Regions from separate parts of the Mus musculus genome. Here region 2 is linked to region 1. A link is a contact called in public HiChIP or PLAC-seq data. All regions are on one chromosome and are shown on one strand. The core of a region is the stretch at or near the end of the contact, and the rest is flanking DNA. Distances in the headings are between cores, read along the strand shown.

Region 1 (5,167 bases), core at 1,908-4,407:
CATGTTAGTGACTGACATGGATCACCACCCCCTAGCAGTAGCAATGACAGCAGGCAAAGCTGCTTAACAGGGAGCTACCGATCCTCCAGCTGCATTTGCTTGTCACTGCTTTGAAAGATGCTTACTTTGAAGAACTCAATCATATGGAAGGGAAAAATCACAATGCAACTTCCAAATCAAAGAGCAGAGAGACGTTGAAGCCACAAGGAAACAACCTTGTCAGAAACTCAAGAGCTCACAAAGACGGCAGATGAAAATACAAAAGGATTCCATGAAGATGATAATTTTAAAAAACTCAGATTGTCCTTTAATAAGAGTTTTTAAACTCCTTAGCCCCCCCACACACACATTCCCTTTCCCAAAGTCAAAAAGAGTCTGATATGTGTGAGGTCCTGGGAAGGGTTATAGTGACATCCTCCCTTCCATGGAAGGTTTGGTCTGCAAGTTTCTTCCACCACAAATTTCAGCATTCTTTCCCATCCTTATTGAAAATAGGATAATGTCACTGTATATCACCGATAATTTATCAGCTCTCCAAAGTGATATTGTAGCAAACATCTTCAGGTAGACATCAGGCCTCAGTCTTTAGGAATAACTGAATGTTAGCATCTATGGATTCTATTTCTGCAGCCACCTTCTCATGTTCTATAGAAACTATACAACAAAATGAAAATGTGATTCAAATTGTACCCAATTTACTAAATTTTAAATGTTTTTCTTTCCATTAAGACAATGAAGACTTACAATCAGAGAAAATGTTTAAAAATCAAGATTTCTTACCACTTTTAGTTTTAGCTCAGCCCTTTGAAATTACATTAAAAATACATTTTAATTACATTTGACAGTTTATTCTAAATCCACATGGTGGTGTTGATGTAGGAAATACTGCACTTTTGAACAAGTTCAATTTCTCTGTGCTTATCTGTTGGATTGGGACAGCCTTGTTCACCTCCATTGTTTCCTCTCCCTCTATCACTAGGACTCTGTTATAAACCACAGTGTTGTAACATAACACAGGAAATAAATGTGAAACCCCACTTACAGATCAGTTTCTCTGCCTCACCTTCCTTCTACTTCCCCCTCAAAATCCAGATTGTTATAGTCACAGGATCCAGATTGATTTTGTTAAAGGCTAAATTAGAATATGTCACCTCTCTAATGACTATCAACTTTACATCAACACCTTTGTGTGTATGGAAAGGTCAACATGTGTGCTCCCATTCATTGCCACCATCAAGCCCAAGTGACTCTGACCATGCTCCCAGTTGACTGTTCCAGAGCCTCACATTTCTCAGTGTCCATTCAGAATCTCCCCTTCTTCTAGATCACATGACTTGTCTTCCCACTCTCCATCACCTTCTCCAGTCAAGTTAAGTAACATTCTATCCTGAATCAAGTCACCTCTTCCCCCACTCCATTGCTCTTCATTACACTTGTCATAATATGACTGAAAATATATCTTCTGTTTAATGCCTGCTCTTACCTCCAACAATTAATATTGCTAATCCGGATGAAGGGTTTTTCTAGTTTTCTTCCCTGCTGTACCATCCATGGGAATTACAATGCCTGATATAGGTAGCTTCTTGGCAGGAATATGTTAAATGGATGATTTTTTTTCTACTTAGAAATGCCTTTCTCAGTTACCTAAAAATAATTAAATTATGAAATACTCTAAAATTCAAGATTCCTCCTAACTCGGATCTGATTTTTGCTCATTTAGCCTGAAAGAGTGCAACTCTGTTATGAAGGATAACATGGAGCCCTATAAAAGTGCTGTAATATATCTTTCTTAGAAATCTTACAATATATTTTCTAAAAAAATCAGTCTAATTTGTTCTTTCAGTTTTATTTGAGGTCTGAGAAGATCCTAATTATGATAGCATTGTTTAATAATTACAATGGCTCATACAGTTATCTAATACTAAAGCTTCAAGTTCCATTAATTTTATGTTAAAGTTAGTCACCAAAGCTAAATGCGATAGTTTTAAAATGTGGCCACAAGTTCTTGATATACTTCTTTTAGAAGCCAGAGTCCATATTTGACATTTGAATATGGGACAGCCTATGACTGTCAGACCACAAACTTCTCAGGTCACAATAGGTTATGCAACCTCTCCCTCATTCTCTGTGATGCTTACTCCTGTGTAAGACAAAGACTACAGATGTCTGATTACTCTGGGATTTCCACAGTGAAGCCCAGATAAGTTTCCAACTGTCTTAGTTTTGTTTCCTGTTGATGTGATAAAACACTCTGACCAAAGCAATTTAGGATAGAAAGGGTTTATTTCAGTTCACAGTTCTCAATCATGTGCTATCACACCAGGGAAGTCATAGCAGCAGGAACTAGAGACAACTGGTCACATGGTATCCTTAGTCACAGGAAGAAAACAATTAATCCATGCATGTTTTGTGCTTTGCTGGCTTTCTCCAAACTAAATCCCAACCCCAGGGCATGGTACCAATCACTTTTAAGTTGGGTCTTCCCAACATAATCAAGACATATTTCTGTGGGTCACCTTGATTCAATAAATACTTCATTGCTTCAATGCTTCATGTTTCTCAGTGAAAGACACACACACACACACGGCCTTTATATTCTAATATGTCTTATCTGCACAATAAATGGGCCACTGCCTAGCCTCCACTGCCTCCCACCAATAATACTGAGCTACCCCTTATTAAATTCTGCGTTGTATCCTGGCTGCCCTGGACTTAGTAGGGCAGCCCTCTGGGCCACACTCTCCTTGCTTCTTCATAAGGCAGTCATGCCTCTCAGCCCTCCACTCTTCTCAGGCATGGTATGTCTCCTCTCCTCTCCTCTCCTCTCCTCTGCTCTCTTTCTTCTCTTTCTTTCCTTCTTCCTCTCCTCTCCCAAGCCCAGGAATCCTAATGTCCTGCCTCTTTCTGTCTGTCTCTTCTTCCCAGCTATTGGCTGCTGCCATCTTTATTTACCAATCAAGATTAACTGGAGGCAGGGTCCCTCAGTGTCTTATATGAGTTTTCTCCCATACAAACAATTTTGAGGACCCAAATTAACATTAGAATACAAACAGCGTTAGGCCAAACCCACTACAGGAAGTAACTTAGTATGCATGGATAAGCAATTCATACACCAGAAATGTAAGCTGGGTTACATATCTTTTGGCCTATAGTATATTATTTACATCCTGACCACAGTTTCCTTCCTCCCCTCTCAGTTCTTTCTCCCCCCTTCCCTCTTCCCCAACACTACACCCACTCCACTTCCACTTCTCTGCAGGAAAGGACAGACCTCCCATGTGTATCAACCAGCCATGATATATCAAGTTGCAGTAAACTAAACACCTCCTCTCCTAATGAGGCAGGATGAGGCAATTTAATAGAAAGTAAAGGTCCAAAAAGTAAGCAACAGAGTTAGAGACGGGCCCGGCTCCCACTGTTAGGAGTCACAAAGAAGACTAAGCTACACAATTATGATATACGTACATAGGGCCCATGCCAGTCCTATACAGAGTTTTTGGTTGGTAGTTTAGTCTCTGTGAGCCCTTATGTTCCCATGTTAGTGAATTCTATGAGTTTTCTTGTGGTGTCTGTGACCCCTCTGGCTCCAAAAATCCTTCACTACAGCCCCCATCCCCCACTCTTCTGCAGGATTTCCCAAGCTCTGCCTAATGTTTGGCTATAGGTCTTTATATTTGTTTATATCAGTTGCTGGGTGAAACCTCTCTGATGACAATTGGGCTAGGGACCAATCCTAGGCATATACCCAAAGGACACTTGCTAACATATGGTTATAGCAGTTTTACTCATAATAGCCGAAAACTGGAAACAACCTAGATGTCCCTCAACTGAAGAACAGGTAAAGAAAATATGGCACATCTACACAATAGAATATCACTCAGGTGTTGAAAACAATGACATCATGAAATTTACAGGCAAATGGATAGAACAAGAACATCATTCGGAGTGAGGTAATCCAGATCCAGAAGGACAAACATGGTATGCATTCACTTTTAAGTTGATATTAGCTCTAAAGTACTGGATAACAGACTCAGAGAAGCTAAGTAACAATAAGAGCTCAAGGGGGAAATGCATGAACCTCCCTGAAAAGGGGAAATATAATATGTCATATTTTCTATGTTGTTCTAATTTGTTCATGGTAAGAAACGATATGAGTAATATTTTAGTGTGCTTTATAAGCATTAACTCTATAAGCAAAGAACCTTATAGTACTATTGACTTTGATGTGCTCAAAGGCAGTGCTCCTTGGTTGCATCTTACCAAGATGCTGTAGTCAGACTATGGGACTACAGTCCAGCTTTGGTCCATCTGTTCAATATGAGGATAAAACATATGCTCCCTTGTCCGCAATGCTCAATGTACATACCCTGTTTTACATTATGAAAACAGTTAACTGAACCCCCCCAGTGAGAATGGCAAGAAGAGAAAGAAGCCTAAGACGTGTGAGTATTCTTTTCACACCATGTTTACTGAAACAAACAAGATTTTTTTTATCATCTGCAGCATATATTTCAAGATTTTCAAATTTTTTAATTATGTATGTGCATGTATGTATGCTTGGATGCAAGTGTGTATGCATGTTTGTGTGTGTCCATTTGCATGTCTGTGTACAAGTATGTATGCATTTGTACATGTTGTGTACATGTGTGTGTGCATGTGTGCCTGTAAGTGCTGGTGGCAAAGGTATTGAATCCTCTCTGGAGCTGAAGTTACACGTGGTTGTAAAATTCCTGAAGTGAAAGCTGAGAACTGACCTCAGGTCCTCTAAAACAACAGTATGGGTTCTTAATCAGTGAGCCATCTCTTGAGCCCAACATCAACATATTTTAGAGTATATTTTGTAACTTCTATCAATACTTCTTAAATTTTGTAATGATAATTGAGATTTGTTTGTTTACATTTCCCTTTTCTTTTTCTTTTCTTTTCTATCAAAAAGATGTAAATTAGTCACAAAGGGAAAATAGATAAGCAAAACAGAAAATAGAGAACAAAACTGAAGTCTGAAGTCTGCAAACGTTTTCCTATGAAGGACAAGTGGTTTCTGCTTTGAAAAGCATGTGCTGAGAGTCATAACTCTCTCTTCAACACAGGAGAGAGTCTAAGCTCTGCTCTCCACCACAAAAGCAGCCACAACCAAGCTTAAGTGACTGGGTTCGTCTGTTCCATT
Region 2 (5,167 bases), core at 1,162-3,661, 1.0 Mb before region 1:
TTGCTATGTTCATAGTCTCTTAATGTAGTAAAGAAGTAGAAACATAGACGCCAGTGGTGCTGAGGGTAATTTGAACTCTAGAAGCTTGGATCAAGAGGTTTCAGGGAAGAATAATATTAGTATATGTCCTAGAGACCAATCTTGTGTTATTTTAGCAAAGAATGGGGCTGCTTTTTTGCTCTTGTCCAAAAAAAAAATCTGTCTGGTGCTAAATTAAAGAGTTTTACATTAAGGACATTGACAGAGGAGATTTCAAAACAGCCTAATATTGACCACATCGCCTGGTTATTAGTGGCCAGTCTCAGTCAGATCTATAATGAAAGGAGCAAACTGATCAAAAAGCAATACAAAATGTACAAAGGTGACATAAGAAAGTGTACTAGAGCTAAGTCCTGAGCTCAAAGAGATAAACAGACTAAAGAAAACCTGGATATTAAATGGAATAAAGGGAGTAGTAACCTCAGAGCAAGTCTTCAACCAGCTAAGCTTCCAATCTATGAAAAAGAATCAGGGCAAGTTTAGGGCTTTCACACACATTTAGTCACAGCATTCAACACTTTGGGGGCAGAGGAAGGCAGATTTCATAATTCATGGCCAACCTGGTATAGCAGAACAAGTTTCAGGACAACCAACTTTAGGCGGTAAAGGAAAAAATCAAAAGCAGAAAGCTGGTGAGAATGTATTTGAATGAGGGGCCATGTTGCAACCTCAGTAAGCAGCAGAACTTTGCAACTTCACTGATACAAGAAAAGGGTTACAAAATGCCCCTCTGTGACTAAGGAAAGTTGCTGACGTCAGGAGTGTGGCAGAAATGTTTCTGCATGGAGATCAAGAAGAGCTACTTCATGAAGCTACAAAAGTGAAGTCTGGACTGCCTTGGAGATGTCCATGAAGCCAGAGCCATGGAGAACCTGTTGAAAGAAGCTGTTAAAAGGGAGTAGAAACAACTAAAGAGGAAGATGTATTTTGTAGTCAACAAAGCTAAAAGGACTTCGAGATCTGAAACATACTTTGAAGATGTAGAGCTTGGAGTTTTCTCAGCTGTTTTTAGCCATGGTCCAGTGTTTCTTCATGGTGTTCCCTTTTCTCCCTTTGGGACTTGCAATGTCTATTCTATACCACTGTTTGTTGGAAAGTATGGTGAATCTTTTAAATTAAATTTCTTTTAATTTTGATTTTATAGAAAATTAGGGTAAAAAGAATGCCACCAGTCCTCAAAAGGAGTGTGAACTTTATGCTTTTAAACAATGTTGAGACTGTGCTAAACTATGGGGATATTCTAAGTTGAACTGAATACATATTTGCATTATGATATGGCTATAAGCCTATGGAGGCCAGGGAGTGGAATGTGGAGGTTTAAATAAGAATGACCTCAAATATATAAGCTTATATATTTAACTGTTTGTTAGCCAAGGAGTGGCACTTGTAGCCTTGTTGAAGAAAGTGTGTCACTGTGGGTTAGGTATGAGGTTTCAAATATTCAAGCCTGCTCCAGTGATTGTCTCTTTCTGCAGCCTGCTGATCCTGACGAAGCATCTGCCTGCATGTCAACATGCTTCTACATGACAAGTGACTAAACCTCTGAAAGTACAAGGTGGCTCCAACTTAATGTGTTCCTTTATAAGAATTGCCATGCTCATAGTGCGTCTTCACGGCAACAGAATACAGACTAAGACACAAAGTGTGCATTGATTGCTTAAACACACACACACACACACACACACACACACACACACACACACACACACACACGAGACAGAGACACTTGAAAAAGCACTTCTATTTGTTGAAGATGTGGCAGACCGCTTGCAATGTTTTGCTTCAGGCCTAGTGTTTTCTGGGATTTCATCTCCAGGTTCTACATTTATGGCTTTGCCCTCTCACAGATGACAGGTTTGCTCAAGTGAGAGGAAAATAACTTAGGTGAATCCATATATTAATGAAGGGTAAAGGGATAAAGCTAGTAGTCTATGTTCAAAGTACTATGGTTTTAATTTTAAGTGTCTTTGCTCTCAGACACAGGCATAATTAATCCAAAAATTGATGCCCCTGAACTCCTTTGGAAAGTTTTCTCTGTATCTAGGCATTTTTTCAGTCAGCAAATTTCTGGAAGTTTGACATCAGTGAGTTCTCACAGGCCTTCCATACTTTGTTGTTGTTTATTCCACTTGACGAATTTATAACATGAGGTCACACTCTATCCATGAAGCTTTGCTTTCCATCTGTTCTCCATCTTTACTCTATTATTAGTCCAGGCTTCTGGGATTTTGATCCTGCTTCATTTCCAGGACCCTTGTTGACGTCAGTGAGCACCCTAGGCAGAGGACTGCATGGTAATCAGCATGGCTCCACAGACTGTCTACAGAAGAACGCTTGGTCTCTGTGATACTGTGCGTTCGTTGGATGAACTCCTGCTTACTTCCTATGAGCAGTGGAGCTCACACCGAATGTTTAATGCAACCTCCAGTACAGGATGATATACTTGCTTCACCACCTATGTGTATTGACTTTCTGCTAAAAGGCTTTTATCATAAATTTAAAGAATTACCCAAATACATCTCAGGCTGTTGCTGAGAATGCAAGGTTTTTAACTATGTTTCTCCTACATTGATTTCAGTTAATATATTTTAACCACCCCCTTATTTTACTATGCCTTTTAATTTGTTATTCATTTGTTTCAAACCAGAACTTTACAGAAGCACTCTAGACCCACAGGAACTGAAATAGTTTGCTTTCATTATCTGGTAGACCTTCTCGAGTCAGTAGCCCTGGCAGAAACCACAAAACTGTACAAACTGGCAACTGTGGGTTTGTCTGTTCTCTATTGATTCTATTTCTAGAAACACACACACACACACACACACACATCAATGAATAAGCTATGTGATGGTACTCTTTAAGCTACCATCAGAAGGGGAATAGGGACATTTTGCAAGCAGGTCAGGATGGGACCTAAGGTTTTTAATTTGCATTTATGCATGGATTTTGATAGCAGTTCTACAACCTGATTTGCCGAAGTCTATTATTTCTAAATATGCTATTAAAATTGTGGAGCACCATGAATCAAATTGTTTAAAATCTAATAAGCTTCATAATAAAATGCTCATATTGACTAGTTTGAATACTTACTTTTTTTTTTCTTCTGAGAACTGCAAAGCAACTCCACCATAATTTTTTAAGGGAAAAATGCACTTATATATTTTTAAAGACTGAGAAGCTGTGACCCTTGAATTGTTCTCCTCTGTGATCTATCACTATGTAGAGTGTTATTTACTTAATAATTTTATTAATTAATTTTGTTATATTGCATGCCCTAGTGAAAAAATTCTGAGTTTGGCTTTAATAGCTGTGTGCCCTTGGACCTTTCTTTTCTCATCCATTAAATACTAAATGATCAAAAAACCTCTAGTGACTGTCCTAATATGCAAATTCAAAACCAGTCTTTGACAGCACAGGAGAAATATCTATAGTGGAAAAGATCATAGGTAGTGGAGAACAGAATACTGTGAAGTACACACATGCCTTCATACACATATACACGTTCAACAGAAAAACCAAAATAGCTCCTCTCTCCTCCTCCCCCAACAATGACAATGCAGCCATCTGTTGGATGTTCCACTTCACTTAGCAGCTGCTCTCAGATACAGAAATCTGCATTCCTGCAGCTTGTGTGGTATGCGGGCAGCATGTGTGGGTACTAGAATTTGACACTCCCACCCAAAGGAATGGCTTTCATTGAATAAAAATGATCACAGGGGCTTCTTATTCTCCCACCTCACAAATGCCTGTTTCCTGACCATTGGTATTTGGGCTATCTCTACTCTTTTGTCTATTAAAATGACTGTCTTAGACATTTCACATCAAGCAAGGATCTAAAATTGAAGAGGGCACTAGGGAAGGGGTTTAGTAAAACTCGTGGCCTGCCAGAAACTCACTCATGAAGAAGAGGGAGCACAGCAGCTGGAACATAAACTTCCATATGACTTTTATTTTGCCCATACCCCCAGCAATGTACTTAAGTACTGAAGAATAACCATTGTTGAAGTGGAATGTAGGAGGCTTGAAAAGCAGCATTAATCTTAACATCAAACTTGGAGAAAATATACACAATGAACCTAAAATAAAGCATAAAATGAACTTTTCTGAATAGTCCCCTCCACAGACCATCTTTCCCATGCTGACATTTGTCTTATGCATATATGTTATATAAAGGCATGTCGTTTTATTTTTTTGTACTTATAGAGGTTGTGAGGAACAGCAGTTACAATCACAAACAAGAAAGTGTTCTGCAGTCTCTCGAAGAGAACCTTGTATAAAATTGGATCCTCTTTTGAGTGCATAATTTAGGACATTTGTTACAAGATTACTGTGGTTTTCTATAAATGTTAGTTTGCTGTATTATTTTCCATGAACTAGTTTTCCAAAACGCAGAATATTTTGCCCCCAAAACATGGAAGCACTAAAGCTCGATGAGACTCTGATTCATGGGGTGTCACCCAGAAACAGCTGGTCAGCCATCTGCAGCCCCAGAGTCCTCTTATTCTTACTATATTCAGCTAATTCTTTATGGAGAGGGGAGGAAGACACATAAATCCTGGGAGAAAAGGCATGGCTTGTGTGAGAAATGAGGACTGACTTGTGCCAACGAAGGGCTGGTGGCCTGATGTGCTAATTGGGAAGGCCTCCTCTCATGCACACTAGACTCACAACTCTTCACTACGTTTGCACTATTTTCTTTGCATCCTTTTCTTTGGAGAAGGGAAAGAAATGATGATATGCCATTGATTGTTTTGTGGGAATTGGTCCAGATGAAACCTCCCTCTGGAGACATAACCAAACATTTCAAAGCAGTCCTGAGTGTGCAAGACCAAGGACAAGCCTGGTATTCTGACCTGTGTGCTTGTCCTCTCATCTCTCAAGTGCACTAAACTAGACCTTTTTAAAGCAATAGATCTTGTGGTAAAGCATGTTGGGCATAACAAATAATACAAGATTAGGAGTTGTTTTTTTTTTTTTTATTTTTGTCAGAAACATTATGGTAAAAAAGTAAAATTTTAGGCAACATTCCTTTACTTTAAAATTGGTAATCCTGTATTAAAGTTGTGTGCACCCAGAATTACCTTTTTGTTTTGCTTTATTATTATTATTATTATTGAATTGGCAAGGG

The links. HiChIP or PLAC-seq counts read pairs in DNA pulled down with a chosen protein or histone mark.
Region 2: a contact with region 1 is called in an SMC1A HiChIP or PLAC-seq map of large pre-B cells, with 9 times the contacts expected there. The contact joins two enhancer-like sites.

What each region holds. Positions count from the first base shown.
Region 1 is chr13:82,070,636-82,075,802 of GRCm38.p6, reverse strand. No RefSeq gene overlaps it. Among named protein-coding and RNA genes, the nearest start is that of Gm24295, 22 kb to the right of the region's middle. Within about 2 kb of position 3,157, at least 9 of the 459 cell types and tissues checked have an H3K27ac peak or open chromatin away from gene starts, as enhancers often do.
Region 2 is chr13:83,110,160-83,115,326 of GRCm38.p6, reverse strand. The region is part of intron 1 of Gm33073 (a long non-coding RNA gene); the gene reads left to right. Among named protein-coding and RNA genes, the nearest start is that of Gm33073, 7.8 kb to the left of the region's middle. Within about 2 kb of position 2,411, at least 66 of the 459 cell types and tissues checked have an H3K27ac peak or open chromatin away from gene starts, as enhancers often do.